2 separate regions of the Mus musculus genome follow, and region 1 is linked to region 2. The links are chromatin contacts, called in public Hi-C maps. All regions are on one chromosome and are shown on one strand. Each heading gives the region's core, a stretch centred on a gene start, on an enhancer-like site or on the middle of the called end of the contact. The rest is flanking DNA. Distances are from core to core; before and after follow the strand shown. Region 1 has its middle 82 kb from the start of Gemin8. Region 2 overlaps Gemin8 (gem nuclear organelle associated protein 8).

Evidence for each region. Hi-C and Micro-C count contacts between places; a contact is called where the count stands out from the background.
Region 1: a contact with region 2 is called in a Hi-C map of Th2 cells, with 2.2 times the contacts expected there. The contact joins two enhancer-like sites. A contact is called at or near these places in 7 of 39 promoter capture datasets (the C10 cell line, embryonic stem cells, hippocampal neurons and 2 more), 14 of 484 Hi-C or Micro-C datasets (Th2 cells, brain, cerebral cortex and 8 more), 9 of 115 datasets of contacts at active chromatin or transcription factors (astrocytes, bone marrow-derived dendritic cells, embryonic stem cells and 4 more) and 3 of 9 other capture datasets (adipose tissue, liver and pancreatic islet).

The regions. Positions count from the first base shown.
Region 1 is chrX:166,250,668-166,253,660 of GRCm38.p6, reverse strand. It overlaps a transcript of Gpm6b not described here. Among named protein-coding and RNA genes, the nearest start is that of Gemin8, 82 kb to the right of the region's middle. Within about 2 kb of position 1,665, at least 2 of the 459 cell types and tissues checked have an H3K27ac peak or open chromatin away from gene starts, as enhancers often do. A contact at or near this core is called in Th2 cells, where this site is marked.
Region 2 is chrX:166,184,294-166,187,261 of GRCm38.p6, reverse strand. The region is part of intron 3 of Gemin8 (gem nuclear organelle associated protein 8); the gene reads right to left. Among named protein-coding and RNA genes, the nearest start is that of Gemin8, 15 kb to the right of the region's middle. Within about 2 kb of position 1,716, at least 11 of the 459 cell types and tissues checked have an H3K27ac peak or open chromatin away from gene starts, as enhancers often do. A contact at or near this core is called in Th2 cells, where this site is marked.

The sequences.
Region 1 (2,993 bases), core at 416-2,915, 66 kb before region 2:
TTCAAGACCAGACACTACCCCAGAGCAAGCTCTAGACAAGTCTGAGTTACATGAGACTGTCTCAAAAAAACAAAAACCAAAACCCCAAAATTCCCAAACCAAAACCAAAACCAACAACCCAAACCCTGAAGTGGTGACAGTGTCACACGGGTATCATACATAGCTTTTCCCAACAGGCCAGTAGGTGCTAACTCAAAATCAGCTTTCCTATGCTGATAATTTCTTCATTTAGTTGACCAAGTGAACACACTGCTGGATTTCCTAAAGTCATGAGTGTATGGAAGGGAATCATGACATTCAATGGAATTCAATTTGATCTTATTTGGTTTACTTTTTAAGAAGCTACAAAGACTATGTGAGACCTTAAACTGATGTCAAGAGGAAGTGAAATCACTATGAGGAGGCACAGCAAAGGTCAAATGTGTACAAATGGGAAGGCTCAAGGCATGCGGAATCAGCATGTTAGTCAGGACATTCAGGGCAGTCCCACTCACAAGCCTACCAGGGGTGCTGCTGGAGCATGGCAAACTCATTCTAAAAGCAGAGACCAAGAATAGCTTAATAAAGAGGCGCCCAAAGAAAAAACTTCTGTGAGATTGCCAGGCTTATTTTAAATGGATACTAATCAAGGCTGTTTATATTAGCATAGAGATACACTCATACGTATATGTAATATATGCATAATATAAAACTAACACAAAAAGGTTGAGTTGCACACTATGGGTGGTTTCCTAATAGAAAATATAAAATTGTTAAGCCTAACTCTACACACACACACACACACACACACACACACACACACAATCCAGATGGAGAAAAAGGATATAAGGGAGAGTGCTTAATGTGCAAGCATGAGGACCTGAGTTCAAATCCCCAGCAGACACATAACAAGCTGGGCATGAAGTAGTGGGCTGGAAAGATGATTCAATTGTTAGTAGTACTTGCTCTTCTTACAGAAGATCTAGGATTGGTTCCCTGCATCCATATGGTGGCCCTTCCTGTAACTCTAGTTCCAGGAGATGCAATCCCCCTTCTGACATCTGAGTGCACCAGGATCATATGTAATGTACATATGTACGTATATGTAGACACTTGCACAGACACATACAACAACAACAACAACAACAAAGAAAACTAGGTATGGGTTAGACATCTCAAACTCTGATGCTGAGTAAGGAGGGGCAGGGCAGAGTAAGAGGATTGTCTGATTTTGCTTGCTACCAGCCTACCCCCCAATAACCAAACCAACCCCAAAACAAAAACCAAGCTGAATTCCAGTGAGTGCTCAGTTCATGAAAGATCTTGCATCATGGAATAAGGTGGAGAGTGATGGAAGTCTCCTATAACCTCCATGTGCCAAAACACATCAATATGCGAGTATACACACATACACAGCACAGATAAATAAAACTGAAAAAAATCAAAGTATAAGTTGGTAAAAATCTTTAAAGAAATAGTAGAGGAAAAGAAAGCCATTTTCCTGATCTTAGGGATAAGAATGATTTTTTAAAGCACATATTATAAAGTAGTAAAAAGAAACATTGATAATTGCGACTCTCTGACAATTTAAAAACTCAGTTCAGTAAGTGACAAGTTGAGCAAAGTGCAAGGTGAGTCACACGGGCAAACTGACACAGACCACACCCTTAGCAAAGATTAGGATCCAAAATGTATATGAAGACAAACAGGACACAAATGGAAGACAAAACCCAAGAGGCCAAGAACCTAGCCCATACTTTCAACCTCTCTAGGGAAATTCAACATTAAAATCATAAAAACTATTTCATACTTGCCAGATTTTTAAAAACTTAAACAGTATAATTATACCAAAGCTGAAGACATGGAGAAGCTAAAATTCTCACATGCTCCTGGTGGAGAATCCATGGGAGTCATCACTTGAAAGGTGACATGATAAAATGTAAAGACAGTTCTGTGATACAATAAAGTATCCATTCTGCTGACCACATCATTATTGTGGTCAAGAAGATAAAACTTCTCACAGAGGGAAGGCAGGCAGCTTATAGCTATGTATGTCCAAATAGCACACAAAGAAGTCATGTGTCAAAGACAATTCTGTATCTATTTGTGTATTTTTAGATGAAAATCTGAAACCATTGCAGTCTTTTGAACCCTTTTCCAATGTTGTATGCTATTTACTGTCAGTTTCTGACAAATTAGGGTTAATCCAGGCACATCCTAAGACTTCATCTTATTCAGGAAACTCATTGGAGAAAGGCCCTGGCATCTACTGCAGCCTTATATCCTGAAACCAGAAAGCATCCATATTGATCATTTCCTGAATGATCTAACCTAACAATCACAGCTTCCTGTCCTCAGCATGCACTTTTTCTCTCTGAAGTACACATGGGGATACATTATTTTCCTAATCTCTTCAGTTCCATCATCATTTTCTATGCAAACATCTCCTCTCTCTTCAAATATTTTCCTCTCTCTCTCTCTCTCTCTCTCTCTCTCTCTCGGCTGCTATGATGGAGGGAGGGTTTCACCTAAAAGAGGAAGTATAAACCCATGCTTTATATACTTTCTTCTAAATTTCTATAGACAAGGGCTTTGCATGAATGCTTCTAACCATAATGATTTAAAAACCCGCCTTTCCTGTTATCATGTAGAAGAATGCGAACTGATCCACTCTTATCTCCTTGTACAAAGCTCAAGTCTAAGTGGATCAAAGAACACTACATAAAACCAGAGACACTAAAACTTATAGAGGAGAAAGTGGGGAAAAGCCTTGAAGATATGGGCATAGGGGAAATTTTCCTGAACAGAACAGCAATGGCTTGTGCTGTAAGATCGAGAATTGACCAATAGGACCTCATAAAATTGCAAAGCTTCTGTAAAGCAAAAGACACTGTCAATAAGACAAAAAGGCCACCAACAGATTGGGAAAGGATTTTTACCAATCCTAAATCTGATAGGGGACTAATATCCAATATATATAAAGAACTCAAGAAGGTAGACTCCAGAAAATCAAA
Region 2 (2,968 bases), core at 467-2,966:
TGCAGGTCACCAAGAATTTTCTTCAAAACTTTGGTCTTTGGGCCAAGTTGAAAACATCAGCATTCCCGCTGTTCAGTGCTCAGAGGCATGTGCAGTCTACAGTCATGCTGAGCTCTGGGAGAGGAGTGTGGTGGTGAATGTGGCAGGGGAAATGGCCATTTCACCGCTGACCTCACTTCTATAGGGAAAACAAAAATCAAAACTGGGCCAGAGAAAAGCACCTGCCAGTTCTGTTTCTTATTTCTAGAGATCCCTGTGTTTGTGATGGGCAGCTAGGGTAGAATCCCCAATGGGGAGCGTGTTTTTCCCCTGGGCTCACTTTCTATCATTCCTTCACCTCTGTCCTGGAACTGCTCACCTCTGCTTCTTCTCACAGAACTTTAAAGTAAGCTTAGATTTCCTGGTGAGATACACAGGGTTTGTATTTTTTTTAATTAGATGTTTTCTTCATTTACATTTCAAATGTTATCCCCTTTCCTAGTTTCCTCTCCAAAAGTCCCCTATACCCCTTCCCCTGCTCCCCAACTCACCCACTCCCAGTTCTTGGCCCTGGCGTTCCCCTGTACTGAGGCATATAAAGTTTGCAAGACCAAGGGTCTTTCTTCCCAGTGATGGCCGACTAGGCCATCCTCTGCTATATATGCAGCTAGAGACATGAGCTTTGTGGGTACTGGTTAGTTCATATTGTTGTTCAGCCCTATAGGAGAGACACACAGTTTTTAACAAGCACTGGGTTCTATCTTTAGCCCAGGATGGCTATGTAGCCAAGGTGATCTTGAATTCCTTAATTTATGGGCTACACCTCTGAGGTGTAGGATTATAGTATAGTGCTACCATGCTTGGTTTCTACAGTGCTGAAGATGTAACTGCAGACTCTTCTCAAGCTAGGCAAGTATTTATCAACTGACTTATAGGCTAGACTAAACCATTTAGGTCAAAAACAAATGCTCTCTGATCAACTTGCTGTGTTCTAATGATCAGTTAGTTTCTGAAAATATTTTAGAATATATTGACTTAGGGAACCAAGAATTGTATGATACAATTCCTGGGCTTGAAGGCCTCTATTCAGTTTATTAATTGTTCTTTAATTCCTCCCACCCAAGTAAAGACAGCATCCTTAACCCTCACTCAGCACATTTTCCTTGTCAAGGTAAGGTGAGGGCTTAGCTAACTGGATGTGACTGGCCCAGCTCAAGTCGAGTAGTATCAGCGTTACAATGGAGAGCCAATAGTATGGTCGCCTTGCATGGGCAACAGCCTGTCTCATCATAAAACTGAAATCAGCCGTAGCACTCAATGTTACTGAGCACTCTTTCTCATGTGGTTGTGATACTGAGTCTTGATTGACAGCATGGCTGCATTGAGGGACACTTAGGAGATGGTAAAGCACGCCTCTGCAAGCGTCTACCAGTGTTTCTAGATGATCAACCAAGGAAGGGAGAAACATCTGTCAGGAATGTGGGTGGCACCACACAAAAGTCTGGGGCCCAGAGCAGGAAGAGGCCTGTCAGCGTAGGCATGCTCTGCTTCCACCAGAAGCTACGCTCACCTCATGGTTTACTGTTTTCCAGGCCCAAAGCCACGACTCCATCTGACTGATCTTGAACTGTAACATCTGAAACTCCCGAGCCAAAGCAAGTCTTTCCTTCCTAGGTGACAGGTCTTTGTCACAGGCATCAAAGGTGTGAGTAACATACAGGAATTGACTCACTAACTACAAATCAAAACAACACTTAGGTTCCATTCCAGCTTCAAACTGGGGCTGAAGAGGCCGAGCAGCAGGTTCTCGTCACTGGGGCTTACTCGGAAAGAGGCTTTGTGCAGATAAAAGATAATGATGAGATTGCACTAGATTAGTGTACACCTTAAATCTAAGGGGAGTGGCCTTATATGAGACAGAAAAGGACAAAGAGACACAGGGAAAGTCATGTATAGACAGATGGCGATACTGCTACAAGTGAAGGGATGCTAGAAGACACCAAGTGCTGCAGGAAGCAGGAGTCTCCTAAGACCACCAGAAAACACAGATACTTAGCTATGAGTCATGACAGTAGCAACATTACAGTTATAAAGTAGCAGCAAAAGTAATTGTATGGTCGGGTATCAGCACAGCATAAGGAGCTGTATTAAAAGGGTCACAGCAATAGGAACGTGGAGAAGCACTGCTTTAGGGCCTTTGTAGGAAGGCTGCCCTGGGGACACCTTGATTTTGGATGTGAAAAAAATAAACCTCTGCTGTTTGGCCATGAACATTGCTGTAATTTGCTACAGCAACCCTATAAAACAATACAAGAGTTAATATGCATGTGGAATTAAACAAGCATGCCTCACCTCTAACTAGTAATACATTTTAAAGGAAAAACTTTACTGGACTCCATCTAAGTTTAGGGCCCATGGTTTTGGTATCAGTCTGTGCATCTATAAGAAGCTACCAGGAGAACTGAGAGATGGCTTACTGCTTAAGAGTTCAGACTGCTCTTGCAGAAGATCTAAGATCGGTTCCCAGTACCTAGGGCAGGGGATTTAACAACTGCCTTTAATGCCAGGTTCCAGGGTATCCAAAGCCTTTGGCCTATATAGGCATTGTACGAACATTCATACTCCTTGCACTCCCTAATTAAAGATGATTTTAGAAAAGAGTTATTACTAATGTAGAATTATAATCCATAATGGGAAAAAATAATCACAGGAAGCAACTTGGACTTGAGGGAAATTTTACACAGCAGGAAATTACTCACTAAATATGCTACTCAATAATTAGCTCAAAGGCAGCACAGTTTGAGAGACAAAGCACTACAATGATATATGTTGAAGAATGGTATCGCCCGCCCCTCATTTTTCTAGGATCAGCAGGGCTTTCTGATGAGATTTTCTGCTATGTTGCCAAAGTTAATGGCGACAGCATAAGCAAGAGACAGCACAGGCTTGAGTAAATCAAGGATGCCTTTTTGCCTCATCAGCAACAGAC